Regions from separate parts of the Capra hircus genome. Here region 2 is linked to region 1. The links are chromatin contacts, called in public Hi-C maps. All regions are on one chromosome and are shown on one strand. Each heading gives the region's core, a stretch centred on a gene start, on an enhancer-like site or on the middle of the called end of the contact. The rest is flanking DNA. Distances are from core to core; before and after follow the strand shown. Region 1 holds the start of GPR84 (G-protein coupled receptor 84). Region 2 overlaps CBX5 (chromobox protein homolog 5).

Region 1 (3,900 bases), core at 952-3,451:
CCTGCATTTACAAGTGGGTTCTTTACTGCTAGCGCCACCTGGTAAGCTAATAGTAATTGATTTTTTTTTTTTAAAGAGGCAAGCTAATCTTAAACCAACTCACATGATTTACACCTGGAAACCCCTCAGCTGGTCTTCTGCTTCCTGCCCCTGCTCTGACTTATGTCCCCCCAAACCCTCAACTATTAGGTTCCAGCTGCAAACCAACCCTGGCCTATTTTCTTCTTCCCCACAGATCACACCTGAACATGAAGAGGATAGAATTCATTTATTAATAATTAATAATACATCTTGAGCAGCCTAGGGCTGAAATGTTGAGTGAAGGTTGGAGAGGCTGGGTTTGGGGAGTTTGGGGGGTGGTTGTCCATGAAAATTCCCACAGGTCTCACTTTCACCTATTTCTATAACAGCTGGCCACCTTAGTTCTGGAAGAGACAATCCCAGATTCTGGTGACTGGGGACACAGTTTTAATGGAACCTACGGAAACTCCGGGGCCCTCGTTTCAGGAGGGAGCCATAGGCTTGGCGGAACTGGCGGTTCATGGCTGCGTACAGCACAGGGTTGATGCAGCCATTAAGCCAGGTGAGGTTGGCAGCCAGCATGTGGAGAACTCGGGGAGCCTGGACCTTGGCATCCAGGATGTTGAGTAGCAAGAAAGGGATGTAGCTCAGGGTGAAGCAGAGGAACACAGCAAAACACATCCGGGTCACCTTCCCAAACTCTGATGGAGAGTCCTGAGCTCTCTGGGCTCCTTTAGTCATCCTGGCCTTGGCAGCCACTCCTGGAGGGTTTTTCTCTGCCATCTGCTTAGCTGCCTTACTGTTGTTCTGGTCCCTGACTTCTGATGAGTCTCCTTCCAGGGTCTGGGTGGTGGCAGCACTGACTGGCTCAGATGAAATCCCCTCGCTAGGCCCTCCTGATGCCAGCCCACTGTCCAGCTCCTGGAAGCAACCAGGAGCGGCCTCCTGTGCCCCAGCCACATGGCTGGAGCGGGTGCTTGCCTGGCGCAGCTTGTACTGATCCAGTGCTTGTGCTGCTCGCTTCACCTGCCGGTGGATGAGGCAATAGAAGATGCCGACACTGCTGAGCCCAACCACAAAATAGATGCCCAGGAGGACGGTGGTGTAGGGCTGGCCTCGGATGCGATCAAAGCTGCAGGTGCAGACTACGGGCACCAAGATATAGATTGGCCAGAGGGGAGCGAAGCTGGCCACAGCCACCACCCAGGTGCTCGCCAATGCCAGCACTATGCCCTTGGCACTGAAAACTTGGGGAAAGAGCTTAGGGTGGGCAATGAGGAGATAGCGTCCCAGGGCGATGAGGCAGAGGGTGAGGATGGAGACAGAGTTGAATGCAAAAAGGAGGAACCCAAAGATGCGGCAGAAGGTGGCACCAGTGCGCCAGTGCAGGTTGAGGTAGGTGTCCACTGAGAAGGGCTGGAGAAGGGTGCAATAGAGCAGATCAGCCACTGTGAGGTTGGCGATGAGCAGGTTGAAGCGGGTACGGAGCTTGGGCTGGATGGCCAAGGCCAGCAGGGTGAGCACGTTGCCCATGGTGCCCGTCACAGCCACCACAATTCCCCAGCTAACTGCCACGTAACGATAGCCCAGCACAGACTCATGGTAGCAGGAGAAGTTGACGTCAGAAGCGTTCCACATGATGGAAGCTGAAAGGGATGGGGAGACGAGGAAGTCACAACCTGACCTTGAATTCAGATCTCTCGAATAACTCTCGGCTTCTAGGCACCTGAATTGTTGCAGGAGCTCCTGAGCCATTCCCAAGCTTTTTCATCCCAAGATCCCCAACCTCCTCTTTCCCATTCTCAAAGATTTTCCCAAATGTTTATCTATTTTATCTATGAAGTTTCTGTCTACTCCCATCTCCAGGCCTTTTCAGTATCCCTCCAGATACTCTCCCCTGTCCTTTAAGACCACCCAGGAGTCCCCTCTCCTCTGTATTCAGAATAGTCCTATCTGTCTGTAGTCCCTTCTGCCACACACACATAACAGGCCTCAGTTTTTTTTATTGTTTGTTTGTTTTTACCACCTGGGAGATGAGACAGAGAATATAAAAGTATATCCACCACAAGAGTACTCACCTGAGTCTCCCAGCCTTCAAATCTCTCTTCAGCAGAAGAAGTTTAACTCACTCAAAGCACAGTCCTTTCTGGTGGGCAGTCAGGCTTCAAACAAGAGGTGCTCTGCTTCTATTATACCGGCCTGAAAGAACAAGAAACTCCCCAGTTACCCAACCTCACCACTTCCTCCCTTGCCTCCGGTCCTACTCATTTGGCTTTAACTAGTGAAATATGGGCTTCTCTGTTGAAATTTCCTTACTACTTACTGCACTGGACACCACAAATGATGTAGCCAGTCCTGGTTAGGGCAGTGGATGTGGGAATTGAGAACAATGTCAGGATCCATAGGTTACTGAGAGGCAGATAGGATTCATTTAATGATTCATAGGAAAAAGGTTTAGGAGGGAAGACTAGGAGGACGCCCACTTTTCCAGGTGGGAGTGGTTCTCTTAATCAATGAGATAGGGAATGTGGGAAGTATCACAGGTTTAGGAAGGGGGTAAATAATGAATTCAGTTTTATACCAGATTTGAGGTACCTGCGGGATATGCTAATATCCTTGCTCCTCTAACCTAAATTTCTTCCAGCCCTCCCAAGCTTTCTCCACATGTGATCCAGCCCTACTTTTCTCCGCCCATTTTCCTATCTGGCCACTTCTGCCCGTCAGATTTCTAGATCTCTAGGCTCTTTTTTGAGCTAGATCAACCTGAAAACAAAACAAATACACGCACACACACAAAACCCTCAAACTCCTCGTTGGGTTCTATTTCTGAACCTGTAGCAAACTCTCACCCCCAACTTGGTAACTAACTCGGGAGGCCCGATTTCCCTCATCTTCCTCTTTCAGAGTCCTCATCCCACTTTCCTTCCCCCTTTCTTCCGCAAGACTGGAAAGTGCGTAGAGGTGGAAGTGAGCAAAGAAGATGCGACTCAGGATGAGCCCACGTAGAGGCTGGATTCCGGTCTGTCCTTTTTTGTTGACCTTTTTGCTGCCCTGCCGGGCTAGAGGGAGTAGGGGGTCACAGAATCACTGGCTGCTCTTGGGAGTGTGTGGTTGACCCGAATTCTGAAGATGGAGAGACCCCTCCCCCCCAGCCCCCTCCCCCCAGCATCATGTGAGAGGCAGCTAGTGAAGTGCGCCTTCCTGTCCTACAGACCAAGTAGGGAACCAGATGAGGAGGCATTCTAGTATCATTGTAAACAGCACGGTCCCAGCTCTTATAGTCGTTGATCCATGAAATCAAACGAACTTTTAAGAGACCCAAACTTGCTCATTTTGCAGATGGGGAAGTTGAGGACTAACCGCAAGGTCACTATTTATATGGAGCCGAGTAGAGCCTAGAGCTCCGATTCCCAGGTCCCTCCTCCCATCTACCCGTGCTTTGAGTGTCGCTGGCGTGGGTTTCCCACTAGAGGCACAAAAGTCTGGATCCTTTGTCTGAGACCGGATCTGACACCTGTCTCCCTAGGACCTCGAGACGCCGACACTGCACTGGAGCGTCTTAGCCCCGCGGTTTTCTTTTCCATGTCGTTGTCGCCGCCTGGTGGAGTTGCGACAAATTCTGAAGAGCCGTGGCTGCAATCCGAGACCTGGACTCGAAATGATTCCCCAGGGCCAAGTTGACACTTGAGCTAGGCCGGAGTGGGGCTGAGTGGGATGGGGAGTATTGCTCGCTTTGCGCAAGCCTCGAATCTTGCCTCCTCCCAGCCGGGTTTTCCCGTCCCCCTCCTCCTCCTGTCTCTCTATCCTGTGTGCCGTTCCCCGCCCCCCACCCCACATCATACACACACACACCCCTTCTGATGGAACTGCTCCCCAAAA
Region 2 (3,946 bases), core at 811-3,310, 110 kb before region 1:
TACTTGAAAAGCAACCATTTATTAGAACCAATACAAGAGTATGAAAAGAGGGAAAGGGGGTGGGTGGAAGGGGGGAGAGAATGAGGTCTGCATCAGATGTCAGGTATGGAAACACGTAAATTGCCTACTTTGAAACATTTACATTTAAAAGGAGAACATATATATATATCACTTATCCTAAAAAAAAAAAAAATCAAAAGCAGACATGTTTGGCTGAAATATAACCAAGAAACACAACCAAAACTCCCCCACAAATCAAAAAGGTCCGTAGAGAATTCAATTTCCCATTTTTCCATTCAGAAATCTGGCTACAAAGTGTGATTTGTTTTGCTGCTCACGATGGTACTGAGTGCTGAAAGAAACCCAGCTCCTGGAGTCTCTCAGAGCCCACCCTGTGGGAAGGGGTGGGGAGGCCTGTGGGCTGTAGGCAAACCAGCTCCTGACTACTTGGCAGGATGGCAGACATGCTCTCTCCACCCTCCATGCCTCCCCAGAACCGCCTGGTGCTGCCGGTGCTGAGAACAGGAGTCCACAAAAGACCAAGAACTGGAATGTGACTGCAGCAAGGGGCCAGGACCTTGTGCTTTTTCGTGGGTTACACATCTAGGGCCAAGGACAGAGAGAGAAAGAGCCCTATTGGGAAGAAGAGGAGCCGGCTGAGCCCCTAAACTGAGATGGAGAGTAAGGCTCTCGAGCCCACACCTGGGCAACTAGTGTCCGAAAGTTTTCCCAAACCAGAGGGAAAAAAGGTCAAAGTCAGGTTCAGACTGTGGACACTGAGAAAGAGAGGACAGATGCTGAAAAGGGTGAACTGGATGAAGCTCTCAGGAGTATCAAGGCCCAATTCTGAGTGTTAATCATGTCCCTAGAAAAAAAAAATTTTCCACCGTGGCTGTTTTTTTGGTGGGGGATGGAGGAAGCAGTTATGTTTATTCAACCAGCTGGTTCCTATGGGGAGGCAGAGGCTCAAGGACAGATACCTAGAAGTGAAGTGACCCAGCTGTCCTGGGATCAGTTCAGGGAGTGAGAAACATAAAACACGCCCATGGTGTGTACTTTGCTCCTGAGACAGCTCCAGTACGTTCCAAACCTTAACTCCCAACCTGCAGGGAAACAAGCAGTAGCACCCTTGACTCCTTAATCCAATGCTCTCAGTCTCAAAACAGCCTCTTTTTGTGGATGCAAGACAGAAAATACTGAGTGCCGTTCTCCCGTAACATCCTAAGTAAGTCTGGACTATTAAGACTCCAACATTCATGAAAACACTGTCAACATCTGAACTAGCAGCTTTGATGAGGGGTGGGGGCCAGAGAACTTGCCGAGGTCACTAAGTAGGTCCAACCTTGGGACAACTCAGTGAGGACAAAAACCTAGACTTCGGCTCAAGGCATCCTCCATCGAGGACCCTAAAGGATTCTGTCAACTATGATTTACAATGCCTCACAACACCCCTGTGAGGTAGGTCAGTATTATTACCCCCATTTGACAGATGGGGAACTGAGGCATTGAAAGGAGTGACTTGCCCAAGGTCAGCCATTATGAGTCAGTGGAGGAGCTTGGCACACACAGTCAGCATCCACTCAATTATTGTTCCACACCCTGGAGCACTGAGAGCAGAAGTCGGTAGGTAGAACTCACTCTGCAACCAGATGAACCCAATCAACCCACAAGTATTAACTGATGGCCTATTATTCATCCAGCGTAACCCAAGGAGTCTTGGAGAAGAAACAAACTACTTCTGAAACTCACGCGTTAATGGGTGTTTTGAAAATAAAGTTACATTTTAAACATTAAGGGCATGAATTCTTTTATAAAGAAATACTCAGTTTACCATTAAGATGTGAAGGACCAAGTCACACCGATTTCTCAAAGTTCTATACTGAGTAACCCAAATCCTGAAATTCAGAATGAAGCAAGACCACACTCAAGCAGAAAGCTAAGAACCACTTCCTCAGTGGCGGTGGGGAGTGCTCTGAGCTCCATGCTGGCGGGGAAAAGCCAGCAACAGCAGTGGCAACCTTCTCTACAGGCGCCCCTGGGAACCCTGCCACCAACCCGCTGCTGCCACTCGTCCTTCCCCCATGACCCCCAGGGGTGGCAGCTGTCCACCGTTTCTGCCTCAGCTCAACCTCAGGAGTTGTGGTATCTTCACATCAGTTCAAGACGAAGGAGAGAGATGGTGACACTCATTTTTCCATTTAGGGAGGGGGTATGAAGTGGTATGAAGGGATCTCTATTAACTAGTCAGAGACTTTTGTAATATTCCTTCCTCCTGCCAGAGGCCTAAATCTTTAACAAAAGGCAAAAGAAAAACATATCCCCAACCCCTTTGGATTTATACTGGATTCTGATGGAAACCACTATGACTGTTACCCTAAAACTAGGGGATAAACTAAACTAAAGCCACAGCCAGTCCTGGTTTAGATCAAATCGTAAGCTACCGGAAACTGCAAAACACTGACTTGAACCTTTAAAAGTGCCATGATATGATGACACTTGACCTCTTCCAAGGTCTTTTTGAAGAATCTCCAGGCAGGAAGCGCCCCTTTTCCTCCATACCCACTTGCAGTAGCCAGAGCAACAGGATCCTACGCCCATCAGAAGCTCAAACAGTGAGTTAACACACACAGCATCACGTTCACCAGGGACACTCTAGTTCCAGGAAGGACCAACCACTGTAAGACCTAAATATAACCTTTTCTCATTGACTGCTGATCACACTGGTAAGTCCAGGTGATGCGCAAATTCAAGACTGATTAAAGCAGCAGTGACAGTTCAGGGTCAGTCTGCATTAGAATTCCTCAAAAAGCATGACAAGCTGGCCACTGGGGCCTGGGTCAGCTGTGAGGGTCACACTTACCAATGCCAGGGGACATCACCAAATTGAAAAAGAAAGAGAGAAAAAGGAGAGGAGAGAATGACAAGATAAAAAGTTCATTGCGTTCAATTTGGCCTAATTTCTTGATAATAGTTTCCTATTAGATTTTCTGATTAATACTGATGGCTCTTACCTAGGCTGTGATAATTAGGTTTTGATCTATTGTGACATTAATGATCACAATCAGTTGACTTTGAAATTGTCTTAATTAATGGCTCTTCCCTTGTTGGCTGCCTCCAGTGCAGGGTCTGTCCCCTCCCACCACCTTGTTTTAACTCCTTCTCCTACTGACCTCAGAGACAAATAGGAGGATCACTTTATTCCAATGAACCAAGATTTTAAACTATCTTAAAACATTTCTCTGACAGAGGAGCAACATGAGATGCTGGGTGAAATGAGGATCAGAACGAAAGGCTAGAAAACATGCTCTCAACAGAGGAAATACTCCATCTGAGAAAACAGTCAGAGTAAAGCACGATGTTAAAGCGGCAAACGACAAGCTGAAGAAACTCTAAAGAGACAAGATGAGGTAGTTTAAAATTCAAGAAACTCAGCACAAGCGAAAAGAAACTAGAATTTTTATGAAGCTATCCAAAGAACTTTCACCTTTAAGTCAACTTTCAATTATCCAACTCTCAATTATGCAGGGAGAGAAAAGTATCATTTTCCCTGTGGTCACATGGTCAGAATTAGGACATTTCTTAAGGTCAGACTGTTTCTTAGCACGGCTCTCTTAGCATGGATCGGCCTCACCCTGGACCTCCCCAGACGGATTAAGTCCAAAACTCCAGGTCACATGTGTTTCTGGGAGGTTTCCGCATAATTGACACAATATCTGCTTAGAAATCACCATTTTGCGGCATGAAATAAAACTACGCTGTCCGGAACAGAGTGTCACCAGATGGGCCCAAGCCTTCTTTTCAGCACATTGGAAAGTATGTCCCTGTTTTAGGCTCCAAGTCAGCCTCATGTTAATTCCTTCAAAAAGCGTGAGAAACTGAAAGGGTGTGAGCAACTCTCGATCTGCAAGGAATACATTTTACAGAATCTACGATGAAGTAACAACAC

What was found. Hi-C and Micro-C count contacts between places; a contact is called where the count stands out from the background.
Region 2: a contact with region 1 is called in a Hi-C map of blood, with 2.4 times the contacts expected there. The contact joins the enhancer-like site here to the promoter of GPR84 in region 1. A contact is called at or near these places in 2 of 5 Hi-C or Micro-C datasets (both in blood).

Annotation. Positions count from the first base shown.
Region 1 is chr5:25,448,576-25,452,475 of ARS1.2, reverse strand. It overlaps GPR84 (G-protein coupled receptor 84), which reads right to left and starts at 2,201. Exons shown (of 2, transcript XM_005679846.2): 1 at 2,100-2,201; 2 at 250-1,667. The coding sequence starts at 1,659. The coding sequence ends at 469.
Region 2 is chr5:25,555,800-25,559,745 of ARS1.2, reverse strand. It overlaps CBX5 (chromobox protein homolog 5), which reads right to left. Exons shown (of 5, transcript XM_005679853.3): 5 at 1-3,946. Among named protein-coding and RNA genes, the nearest start is that of CBX5, 33 kb to the right of the region's middle. Within about 2 kb of position 2,060, at least 1 of the 5 cell types and tissues checked has an H3K27ac peak or open chromatin away from gene starts, as enhancers often do.